2 separate regions of the Bombyx mori genome follow, and region 1 is linked to region 2. A link is a contact called in public Hi-C data. All regions are on one chromosome and are shown on one strand. Each heading gives the region's core, a stretch centred on a gene start, on an enhancer-like site or on the middle of the called end of the contact. The rest is flanking DNA. Distances are from core to core; before and after follow the strand shown. Region 1 has its middle 5.6 kb from the start of LOC134199995. Region 2 has its middle 16 kb from the start of BmEts2.

Region 1 (2,700 bases), core at 113-2,612, 55 kb before region 2:
AAGTGAAAAGAATTTACGAAACAAAGTGAAAATATGTGGAGGGATCCTAATTTGAAAACGATAAATGAGTCGACTATTATTAAAGCCGGCAATGTGACTTTTGGACAATTATTGGTAAATCAGAAAAACGAATTATTGACTTTGTATTCCATTGGCAGTCACAAAACTCTTCTGAACCACATCTTAGATAAATTACAGGTTAATTATTAACCTTTATTTAATGCAGGTTTTGAACCGTATTCTTTGAAGGAGACGATTATATTCAAATCAATCTGTATTGACATATCAATAACATTTTTTTGTCCAAATGCACAGATTGCCACCTTTGATAATAGACGACTCAAATATGAGGTTTAACTTTGATACTGTGTATTATATTTAAATAAAAAACAAACAACATAAAATTTCAGAGCGCAATCAACTACTCCGTGCAGGAGAGCTCAATCTATGAGGATTTTATTCTGCGGTTATTTCATTAACACCACATGTTGATTCCCCAGTGCACTGTCGTAAACGTTCGTCATAACTAACTAAGATAACGGTATGTTATTGTTAAGAGACCACCAGGCCAGCTTGTACTCCCCCGCGACGCAGCGCCCTAATCTTAGTTCGTCACCTATATTTGTATATCGATAAACATTTTTAAAACATTCGAACAGGAGTGTACCACATGTGCTGCCGGTGCCACCTGACCTCAGAGAGCTTTCCCACGCAACGGGTATCTTCCACCTTTCAAAACGTAAACCAAAACTTTAACGTTTACGCCCTTATGAAATTTGAGTTTAGAAATGTGTCGTTACTGTAATATACACACGTGACTGGTTCTCGGCTTTGAAGTTCGTTCAGGAGCAAATGTCTCGGTTGCAGTGAGCCTTAAAAGGTTTTTTTTTGTTGTTTCTAAATGATCTGTTGATTGTTTTTTAATTTATTTTGTCGTTCAACGACGTCATGTGGTTCCAATCAGAGAAAGTTGGATCTTTTAATTTTTTTGTAATCGATTATTGGTGAGAGTGTGAGTATGAGTGAATCTAATAAAAACATTAGATTATATATTTTATAGTTTTATATGCTCTGAACTCCAACGCTGTGTTAGAAAAAGACTAGTTTTTTTAGAATAAAGAATAAAGATTAATAACTAGTTTTTAGACAGGTGGGCGAGCAAAGGCTCAGCCAGGAGGGGGGTACAATATTAGTAAATTATTATGTTATTAATGATTTTGTCTTAATAGTCCGCTTATAATAAATGGAACAAGTAAACTGTAGTAAGTAAATCATTATTTGAAAAGGGGAAATAGTCCCATCGCCCAAAGCGCATTGACTTGCGCCAAGTAATGAGTACATACATCGGACATCCCGCTGCGCGTACTCGTGCCGACCCAAATTATTGCAACATCTGTCGACGTATACAATGAAAGGAGCTCTTTCAATAACAATGCAAAACATTTTAATGTTTAAAGAATATTATCACGCAATTATTTAAGTAAAAATGTAGGTATGCTTAATAAAACTGATAAATCAGAATGGAATATATTAGATTCGTCAGTCAGTAAACTCAATATATGTAATTCAAGAATATAAACAATCAATAAAACACCCGAACGAAATTAACATCTATTGTTTATGAACTTTGAATCAATTATGATCATAGTTAAGTTCGTGAACTTAAATATTCACAAAAAAAGACGGAAACGACGTCAGTTACGTCCACAAGCACGAAACACCGAGACAACTACTATTATTCATTTTGAAACAGTCAACCGTCAAGTCAGGAACTAAACGAATTCAGCTATTAATTACTCTCGAGTCGTATTCCATCCGACGAGGAAGCGCGCTCGGCTCGGCGCGGCGGTCGCTGACGTCACACACAGAATTAACCCGATTCCGAGAATTGAACCGTTGTATGTCAGTGCACTTGTCTTGATCGACGGCACACGTGTGTACATACTACATTGTGTTCATATTCTCTGACGTTACAAGAAGTGGAGGGTAACCATACGATAATAAACTACTAGATACGTTTAACTGTCTTCGTTAGTTACAGCTGACGCGTGATTACTATTTATTTATTACATTAGTTACATACATTGGATATTTTATAGCTTATTAAATATCTCTACAGATTTGAATATAAGGGCTATAATTAAAAGTAAAAACTGATAAATTACGTTGCAGCACTCAACACTTTTTAATTCATTATATTGAAATAAGTTTCCAGTCCGATAAACACTCTCAAATTCTAAACAATTTTTTTTTATGATGCGCCTTCCGAACCATTTACTGATTCGGCAAAATAAGGTTGCTACCAGCTCGTTGCGGCCTCTAAACACAGCCCAGTCTTACGAACAGAAGCACTTAGCAATGGTATGTATTGTAAATGATACGCACAATTGCTAGGTTCTGCTTGTGACAATACAGTAATAATTCTGCTATCGTTGACCTCAATTGATAGTGAATCTGGACGGTGCATCACCCTTGAACGGTTAATTATTGTACATTATTAGCAGTAGTTTTATTTATTTATTTTTTATTGCATAGATAGGTGGCCTCACAGTCCCTCTGGTGTTAAGTGGTTACCGGAGCCCATAGATATTTACAATGTAAATGCCGCCACCCAGCTTGAGAAATGAGTTCTAAGGTCTCAGTATATAGTATTAGTATAGTACCGACGGCTGCCCCACCCTTCAAACCGAAACGCATTAC
Region 2 (2,700 bases), core at 59-2,558:
GAAAAACCGAACGGCGCTTTGTGACTTGCGGCAGCAAAATTTGCTGGACCAGTGAAATGGATAAATATTATAATAAGCGTAAACAACAAAATTATTGTTTTATACTATTAAATTATTGATTCAAGACGTCATGAATGAAAAATATATTGTTAAGAGTGAACTTTCAATTAGAAATAAATATAAAATTAAATTAATGCAAGATCTTTTCTTAAGATCTAACTTTTAATTCCGTAAATGAATGAAAAAAATCACGATCATTCAAATTCTGAGATGCGCCACAACTGAGCCACACATCTATTTCATCTTCCAGTAAAAGAACGGCTGTTTACCACTTATTTCGTTTCTTTTACACTCTTTTGTTCGGAAGTGAAGAAGCTCTGTGCTTGTGAATATAATGTTTCTCATTGTTAGGAAGTTAATATTTAAGCTGAACGAAATTCATATCCATTGTGTACCACAAACGCTGCCTTCAGTTTGGTAAGAATAAAAGTGATCGCTAGTTTTTTTTTATTGGCGCATTTTATTGGCGTGTTTTTTATAGGAACAGTGTTAGTAGTTTGTTTATCCATTGCTAGACCGGATAATACCTACTAAAACCGAGCAAGGGCTCATAACTCTTATTGTAAGCTATATATTTTTGTAATGATCTGGTAAAAGTTTATTGAAAAAAAATATTTACATCTACTAATGGTTTCAAAGTAAATTAAAATTATTGTCTTAGATATAAATAGGCATTTAGTTTAAATTAGAAATCCGTGGGTTGCGGGATGGTTTATTCCCGAAAAGGTGTTTGCGTTAAAGTAACCGAACCGAATGATCATGGTTCTATACTCTTCGCATATACGAGTGTTACTGTGTTACTTATAATATTTGCTATGTGTATGTGCTATAATTCTCATGTTGTATTTATTATTTTAGTTATGTGTTATTTGTTCTACACAAACTCATCACTTTTTATTATTATTCTCATTATCCTCTCGCAGGTCTGCTGGAAGAGATTTCTCAAAGAAATAAACAGTGCCTTTGTACATAAATTTCCTATTACTCTGTACTGTGTCTTGTTTTCTGTGTGTACATAAATAAATAAATAAATAAATAAAAATTACTTAGAATAAAATACACGGGTAATGAAACGTTTACGTCAGAAAACATCAATATTCACAAAACTCAAAAAGAGCACAAATATACACCAAATCGTTTCAAATCGAAAAACAATAGATAATTGACAAGCGACATTGCTGAGAATGGCGAGCGTGAGTGGTGGATGAAACTCGCCGTGTGTCGACCTTGGATGACGTTACGTTTTCCTACTTCACTTCCTGCTTTATACCATCTCGGTTTGTCTTGAATCGAGATGTGGCGCTCTACTCGTATGTGTGTACCTATACTAATATATAAATCTACAGTGGTTTTTACGGATGTACCGTTATAACTACTGAACCATGCATCCGATTGACTTGAAACTTGGTATTCATGTAGAAAATACATGTACTTAATGGATAGGCTAATATTTATATGAGTGTCGGACTCCCTAATAATAATGACAATAAATAATAATGTTAATTTTAAATGCCCAGCGAAGCGGGCGAGTACAGCTAGTGTACATATAAAACTTAATACATACGTTTTCTACTTAGGTATAATTTATTACACTACATTACTATAATTACTAATTAACAATGTAGTTAGTAAATGTTTATTCCAAAGGAATTAATAACAATAATAAACAAGCTTTTACCAAGTTTAAAAAGGTTGTATTCTACTTACCTATTATTTCGATGTGATAATCTCAATTCGACCACTAGTACACATATGAATATATACAGTCGTGGTCAACTAATTAGGGACGATCTCTAGTTAAGCCAAATTGTGAATTTTTTTTTTATTTTCCAACGAGTCTTAGCAATATTCAATATCTTTTACATGTAAGTGTAATTAGTCATTTATGTGCGCGATTATACAAACAATAACAACTTCTTAAACATTAAACCTCTTTACAGTATAGCTGATACATTATCATAGTGCTACTGGTTCAAAGAATGCTGGCTGGCCATTTAATTAGGGACACTGAGGTATTGCGTTCTAATTTCATAATTGGAATTTTAATACTTTTTTGTTTCTTTTCTTATTGTTTAGTGGTCGTTTTGGCGGCAATCCAGATTTTTTATTTTAAGTTTTGAGAATTATTTTGAAGAAAAATGGGCAAAATAAAAGTTGCGATCCAACACTACGAAAAATTATCATGAAGTTTGTCGAGCGTGGTTGGTCATACCGAAGGATAGCACAACATTTAAATTGTTTAAAAACTATGGTATGCAATGCAGTGCAACATTTCAAGCGCTATAACACAGCTTTAAATGTGTTCAGAACAAAAAGATCGAGAAAAACGACTCCGCAAGAAGATAGAATGATAACCAGGTTAGCTAAGAAAGATCCGTTTCTAGGCTCTATTTTAATTAAACACGAAGTGTTTGGGGCAAACGAAAGAGCCGGTGTATCTGCGAGAACCGTTCGACGACGTTTGGTAGAAGCAGGGTTGTTCGGAAGAGTGGCTCGCAAAGGACCGTTGTTGAAGAAAGAACATAGAAATGCTCGTTTGGCATTTGCACGTAAATATGGACATTGGACCTACACCCAATGGCAACATGTACTTTTCTCTGACGAGACCAAGGTTAATTTGATTTCTTCAGATGGAAGGCA

Evidence for each region. A called contact is a pair of places that touch in the nucleus more often than the background predicts.
Region 1: a contact with region 2 is called in a Hi-C map of middle silk gland, with 1.8 times the contacts expected there. The contact joins two enhancer-like sites. A contact is called at or near these places in 3 of 7 Hi-C or Micro-C datasets (middle silk gland and whole pupa).

Annotation. Positions count from the first base shown.
Region 1 is chr13:10,525,598-10,528,297 of ASM3026992v2, reverse strand. No RefSeq gene overlaps it. Among protein-coding and RNA genes, the nearest start is that of LOC134199995, 5.6 kb to the right of the region's middle. Within about 2 kb of position 1,362, at least 8 of the 8 cell types and tissues checked have open chromatin away from gene starts, as enhancers often do.
Region 2 is chr13:10,470,054-10,472,753 of ASM3026992v2, reverse strand. No RefSeq gene overlaps it. Among protein-coding and RNA genes, the nearest start is that of BmEts2, 16 kb to the right of the region's middle. Within about 2 kb of position 1,308, at least 2 of the 8 cell types and tissues checked have open chromatin away from gene starts, as enhancers often do.